Linked DNA regions of Arachis hypogaea: region 1 is linked to region 2. The links are chromatin contacts, called in public Hi-C maps. All regions are on one chromosome and are shown on one strand. Each heading gives the region's core, a stretch centred on a gene start, on an enhancer-like site or on the middle of the called end of the contact. The rest is flanking DNA. Distances are from core to core; before and after follow the strand shown.

What was found. A called contact is a pair of places that touch in the nucleus more often than the background predicts.
Region 1: a Hi-C map of an unstated tissue shows a contact between it and region 2, with 6 times the contacts expected there. The contact joins the promoter of LOC112797178 here to the enhancer-like site in region 2. A contact is called at or near these places in 2 of 8 Hi-C or Micro-C datasets (leaf and an unstated tissue).

What each region holds. Positions count from the first base shown.
Region 1 is chr4:108,244,124-108,247,887 of arahy.Tifrunner.gnm2.J5K5, reverse strand. It overlaps LOC112797178, which reads left to right and starts at 2,103. Exons shown (of 4, transcript XM_025839981.3): 1 at 2,103-3,129. The coding sequence starts at 2,681.
Region 2 is chr4:108,008,496-108,012,289 of arahy.Tifrunner.gnm2.J5K5, reverse strand. No RefSeq gene overlaps it. Among protein-coding and RNA genes, the nearest start is that of LOC112797174, 23 kb to the left of the region's middle. Within about 2 kb of position 1,734, at least 2 of the 3 cell types and tissues checked have open chromatin away from gene starts, as enhancers often do.

The DNA of each region.
Region 1 (3,764 bases), core at 854-3,353, 240 kb before region 2:
TTTTACTATGATTTATAGTGAAAATTAGATGTAAGTCTTGTTACACTTAGAAACTAAATAAGAATATATGGTTATGTCAATTTTTCTTTTCTTATTTGTTGTGTCTAATTCAATAGCAAACAAAATGAAAAAATCTCATGTATAATTCTATTCCGCTATACTTAAAGTAAGAGTGTAAAAAATTTAAAGTAATTTTAATTAACTCTTTTTAAAGCCCAGTAAACTCGTAAGGTGTGACTTGTGAAAAGAAATTTTGTGGAGAATGTATTGAGAAAACTTGGAAGGGCTACAAGTTTTCGAAGAGAAAAGAGAGCTTTTTACGAAAAAAAATTTTCAAAAGTAAACTAATTGATTAAAGTGATGGAGTGATATTAGTAATTAAGAGTAATTTTAAATGAGCTAAAAACTTATTTGGAGCACAAAGAAAAGCTCAAAGGCAATTTTGTAAAATTTTACTAAAAAAAAATTCTCAAAAGTCACCAAAACTTAAATACTTAGAGCGAAATTGAAAATTTGACAAAACTCTTTTAACAAAAAAATAAATGCGAAGTTTGGAGTGTGGTTACGGATAAGACCCACGCCCCCCTCCTCCCAAAAAACGAACTTGACTACTAAAAAACTACCTAGTCTAATAATAAAAAAAGCCCAATAAAAAGGTCCTTAAGTCACGTTGAAGTGCACGCAAGGGTGCAAGACTTTGGTCTAATGGTTATCATATATGTCTTGTAATAAGTGCATTCAGATTTAGCTGTGAACGTGTATTGAATATGGCCAAAATTTCGATCCGATCCGCACTAAAGTCATCAGATCACATCCAATATTCACAACTTTTAAGTTTGGATTTGATCCGATCTGTATATTTGCATATCAGATCGGATTTTAGATATATCTGCAAAATATATAAATATTTTAGAAAGTTTATTTTTATTAAAAAATATCAATAAAATACTATTTTTCTACTTTTTTTTTACATGTTTACTCTTAAAATATTAATAAACATATTTTTTTAAATGATAAAAATAAAATAATATAACATATGTGATAATTATTACTTGAAATAAAATATAAAAAATATTTACTTATTTATTTATTTATTTATTTTTGTTGTTCTGCGAATATATGAATACATACATAAAATCTGCAATCTGATTTTATTAGTGTGCGGATTGAATCAATATTCACAATTTTTGGATCAAATTTAAATAAATGTTACAGATATACTAATCGAATCCAATTCATAAATACTCCTATCCGGATTCAATACTTTGCTAGGCATAATAAATAAAATCCTTAAATATTGTGTGTAGAAGCATAATGTGATAAATTTATAATCCTTAAAATGAGAAACTATTCAATTTATTTAACCTAAAAAAGTACATAATATAATAGAATCCAATCTCTTTAAATGCTCCAACAATTGAGAAATCTCGTATTTTAAGGATTAAAGTATCCCTTCATAAAAAAAGATCCCGAAACGTTCGCTAAAAATATATAATGATCAAATATGATAGTCATTAACTAATTAAGTTAGTACCTCTAGTCATTATTTCAGTAATGGCGCCAAAGTGACCAAACTATATAAAAGAAATCAACCATAAAAAAAGATAAGTGATATACATTAAATATACCAATACTATTTATAAATTTAATTATCAGAATATATTTACAGATTGACAATCTGATTTGTAATTGGACGAAATAAAATACTACAGTTTCTTCACATAGATAAATATATAAATACAAGTTTATTGATTAAATATGGTGGATAGTTTTGTATTCACACCAGTTTAGAAAAGAAACTTTTCTTTCATCAAAGAAAGCAAGAAACTATCAAGCAATGAGAAAGTAGGTGAGAATAGATAGAAAAAATAAAGCTGCCCTCAAGCAACGCTCCTTTATTTTCCTTTTCCTTTTCCTTTTCCTTTTGAAGCTTTGCTTACTATTTCCTCTTGAGTGGATTAAGAATAAGTGAACAACACAACCAATTGAATTCCAGTTCCTGAAAAAACACGTGGCGAAAGAAGAGCTAAACGTCTATGACACACCATAGACCTCCATTTCACATTTTCACCGAAGTAAGAAAACTCAAGAATTACGCGCCACGCCAGAATGGATTGCACCCACCAACCAACCAACAAGGGTCCCTCCCGCGCTTTCCAATTATCACCCTTTTCCAAAAGCGCTTTTGTTTTTTTTTTTTCCTTCTAACTTGCCTCGTTAAACGACGTCGTTGCCATTGCAATGCAAATTCTTCGCCACCCTCATTTCTCACAGTCGCACTCCCCCTTTGCATAATCATCTTCCCAAACTTCTCATCTCATCGCCGTTACATCAAAAGATCCACACTAACACGATCAACCCTCCCAAAACGACGTCGCATCTCATCAAAACTCGTCTAGACTCATAGCAACGCTTTCTACACGCTAAACGGCGTCGTCACCATTGCAATGCTTATTCATTTCATCAATATCCTTTTCTCCTTAATTATCCTATAATCCCTTTTATCTTTGACATCCTCATCGCTGATTCCTCACGATAAAACGACACCGTTGCCATTGTGATTGTTATTTCCATCGTCGTTTTTGACATTCTCGTTCAATCATCAATTTCTTTGTGTGTGGGGATTCGTTTGAGCGCATTGCAAACGACGTCGTCTCTCGGTCTCCGTTTCGTCGCCGCAATGCCGTTCACGCGCTGCAACAGCCAGATTCCAGTGCCTCCGCCGTCGCCGATCCCAACTGCCAACGGCTCCCGCTCTGCCGCGAACGCGACCTTCAGCGAGTTCCTAGAGAAGACGCTACAGCTACCGGAGCTTATACTTCCGGAACCTCACTTCCCTCCGGCGCCGGCAGAGATCGACCTCCGTTCGCTGCCAATGTCTTCCGCGGACCTCGTGATTCGATCCTCCAGGGAGTTCGGCGCGTTTCGGATCCGGTGCCACGGGATCCCCGCCAACGACCTCGGAACAGTGGTGGACGAAGCGGAGCAGGTCTTCAAAGACTCGCGAAACGCCGTCGTCCAGCGCATAGGGTGCGGCGGAGAAATGATTCCTTTCGTTCGGTCTCGCAAAGGAGTAATGGAATTCACCGCAAACAAGATTCTTGGGAACCAAGCGCATCGAAGCTTCTGGTATACACACAAGCGATTCTCTCTTTCGTTCTGTTTCTGAATTTTCTCCTCTTTTTTTTTTATATCTAAATCGTCTTATTTTTTAGTAAAAATTTTATTTTATTATTACTATTATTATTATCGTTTTGCATTTCAATGGCATTCTTTAGTTCACGTAAACTCATATAAGTGTTCATGTTCTCCTTGCTTTAACTATGATAAATAACAACAGTTTGGTGAGAGAGAAATTAATTATGTTGCATCAACAACTAATCTCATTAGTTGAATAAAAGATGTATAGTAAAATAAGTGAAAGTAGAACACTACTTCTGGCTCTGTGCCTATTATTCTCCAGCACCACCTTTGTATGCAGAATATCATAACAGGTGATTACTTAAATGCTTCATAGGAGAAATCTTTTTGAGATTTAAAATAATACAAAAAAAAAGAGAAAGTATAAGGAACTAACTGCTAACATTAGCCAAATTTAGTGTTTAGGTTTATAATTTAGAATTTAGGATTAAGGGTACATGACTTAGAATCTAAAATTTAAGATAAACAAACTAATTTTAAAAAAGTTAGTTGATGTTGGTTGAAAAATATTGGTTGCCTAGCATTGCTCTAAAGACAAAGAATGAATGGAGATCAATGACATT
Region 2 (3,794 bases), core at 485-2,984:
ATGTCTGCAAACATCAACGAGGCAAGATCATAGAAGGTTGAAATTGAAAGTGATAGCTCAAGCGATTTTCACCATGGTGAAAGCTGATCTGACCATTAGCATAAGAATTTTGCAAAGATCTGTGGAGACCTACTTTGGCTACAAAGCATCATATAGAAAGATTTGACACTCAAAGCAGAGGGTAATCGCTACAATATATAGAAATGAGGAGAAATCATACAATGAGCTTCCTAAGTGATTATTTGCAATGCAAATATGCTTATCAGGTGTGTCTTATTACGTTATCTTTAGTTTTATATGCAGTATTATTGAACATACCAACCAGAATTGTTATGATGTAGGTATATGAGTTCAACTTGTAACTCAACTAAGTCGTGCTAATGAGGACATTGTTATGTTTTATTGGGTGTTTTGAATTTTTTCACCATGTTTTAAAATTTTCAAACACTGCAAACTGCTGATTTCTATTGATGGTACTCACTTGTATATTAAATATGGAGGCACCTTGCATATGGCTATAGCCCAAGACACTAATTTAAATATGGTAGTAGAGGAAAAGACGAAGAAAGCCTGGTCATTTTTTCTGTCTTACCTAAGGTAGCATGTCACATCATAACCTAGTATCTTGGTCATTCTAATAGACACAAGTGAATTGATGCTGTGCTGAATGCTCATGGAAGTGGTTGAAAATCGCCTCATGCCTTACAAGCCTTTGTACAAGTATATTGCAGCCAACTTCATGAAACATTTCAAGAATAAAGATTTTAAAAAAGTATTTATCAATGCACCAAATTCAAAATCACGAAAAAAGTTCGTTCACTACTTATTGAGAGCAGAGAACTTAGCTATTACCAACTGGTTAGAGGAGATACCACAATTGGTCTGGACACATTATATTAATGAAAGTCGTCAATTTAGACACATGATCACAAACACATCCGAATATATCAATATTGTCATAAAGACTACACATAATTTATCAATCATCGCTCTTATTAAATCAATATAATTTATTAGTATATTTAATTTATAACCTATTATCATATTACACTAATAATAAAAAACATATATAATAATAATGCTAATAATATGCAAATACTATTTTAAATACACTTAAAATTTAATTTAAAATTACAAATATTTTATTGTAAATATCTAGTTTTATATTATAATCTACTTTAAAAATATTTATTTCTATAACAATTAATAATTATTTTACATAACACTAATCTAACTATTCACGTACATAACAGTAATCTAACAGTATGTGCACATCTAATTTATTGCGTAAAACATCTGCGAAAGGTCAAATGTCCATGGAAAAGTTTGTAAGAAAGTTTTTTTTTAATGTACTTAAAATTAAAGTAATTTGATCATGTCTTGTCCAAAGATGTTATGTGACAAGTGTCTATGCCATTTGTTCGTTGGTCCCTAGACCTTAGTTTGAATTAAAGTATGTAACAATAATGGCTGACATAGTTAATTTTGAGCTTGGTTTAACTTGACATATATAGTTAAATATGATATTTAAAATCAAAATGAAAATCCTGAAAACAACATTTGTAATTTGTGTGTTTTATTTTTCAATAAATACTCAATTTTTTTAGGGTGCATTACCTCGTGATTATAGGACGAGATATGTTTCACAATTGCACACAATAACATGCCATCTTGCATTGTATTATGACCTTTTTTTTATTTTTGGCCATAGTCGTGTGCACCCATTTGAAGTTTACGAATTTGATGGACAAAGATGGGCTTCAACTACGGACTTTCATTTTTGGTCATGTCTTTCATACTCTCATAACAAAATAATTAGGTTTGTGAAAGAAAAAACGATTCTTAGAGCAAAACAAAATTATTGGTTCCCAACCAATTTAAATTCGCTGATTAGTCAGCTTACTCGTCAAGAATTCTGGGTTCCAAGATATAATTTTTTGAGAAATAGCATTATCAAAATGAAAGTGACATTAACATTTCTGTAATTTTTTTATTGAAAAAGGAATTATATATTGTTGAGGTTTTGGTACAATTTATTTGCCCAGTAAATAATCACATTCAGATTCAAAACTTAAAATATTGTAAATATAGGTACAGTGACGGATTTAGAAAATTTTGATAGTAGAGACAAAATATGTATAATATAATAATAATTTTTATAATAAAAATATTTTATGTGCATAAAAATCAGCTATCAAAATATTCATTAATCATTATATATTTGTATATTGTGAAAACTCTGTTCTTGTTCGCAGAGTTTGAGAAGTGAGGTGAAGCTCACTTGTGAGAGAGAGATTCGAGAAATGAAAAAAGGTTGAGTGGTAAAATGCACTGATTTCATTTCATTTGCTATAAACAATATATATACACTATGATCTAAAGGTGAAGCTTTTATATCTAACTAACTCTAACTGAATACATGTGCAGTATGTACAGCATGTGTGATGCCAACTAAACTAAAACTAATTCCAACTAACTTATTAACTTAATTTGTCTTCTAGCTATCCTTCACTTTGATTACTCCTAATCACACCCTCCCTCAAGCTGAGAGTGTGGAAATCTATAAGACCTAGCTTGGATTGAGCTTCTAAAAAAGGGGCTGGAGCTAATGCTTTTGTTAGCACATTTGCTACTTGGTTTGCGAATGAAACCGGAAGTAGCTTAATGACATCCTCTTGAATCTTGTCATGAACAGTGTGACCGTCGATCTTGATGTGCTTAGTGCGCTCATGAAAGACGAGATTTGAAGTAATATGGAGAGCTGATCTGTTATCGCAGTATACAGTAATGGGATGCATGAGAAGTTGTCCGAAATCGCGGAGAATGTTCGAAATCTAGACACCTTTGCATGTTGCAACAACCATTGCTCGATATTCGGCCTCAGCCAAAGACCGAGCCACTGTGGGTTGCTTTTTACTTCTCCAGCAGATTAAGGAATCACATAAGAAGAAGCAGAAACTAGTAACTGATCTTCTGGAGTCCGGACAAGTTCCCCAGTCTGAATCGGAGAAAGCTTTGAGGCTGAGTTTGTTGGAAGTAGAGAAGAGAACTCCTTTGGCAGGGGCACCCTTCAGATATCTAAGAACATGTAATGCAGCCTCAAAATGCTTAGTAGTCACGCAGTCCAAATATTGGCTCAACTTGCTGACTGCGAAGCAAATGTCGGGTCAACTATTGGTCAAGTAAATGAGATGTTCAATGAGCCTGCGATAGCTAGTAACATTAGGCAATGGGTAACCTGAAGACTTAGATAACTTGGGTAATCGATTAGAGTCATCGCTGGCTTCACATCAAGCAATCCAAATTCCTTGAGGAGATCAACTGTGTACTTGCGCTGGTAGATAGCAATGCATTGCTTGCTTCTCGCTACCTCAAGACCAAGAAAAAATTTGAGCACCCCCAAATCTTCAATGCTAAACTTGGCATCAAGGAGCTGCTTGACGTCTCCGATTGTTTTCAAGCAATTGCCAGCTACCACCAAGTCATTAACGTAGACCAAGATGCAAGTAAAATTAGAACAAGTGAGCTTGGTAAATAAGCATGTGTCAGCCTTTGATTGAGTAAGAAGGACTTGGCAAAGCTTCTTGTGCCATTGTCGACTTGCTTGCTTCAGCCTATAGAGAGAATGCTGCAACCTACACACCATACCGGGAGGAGCAGATAAATCCAAAGGAGGTTTCATATAAACTTCTTCAAGCAAGTCCCCATGAAGAAAGGCTGTGTTCACATCAAGTTGGTGAATAGACCAGCCATGATTTGCGGCAAGGGTGAGTAGAATCCACAATGTAGTAAGT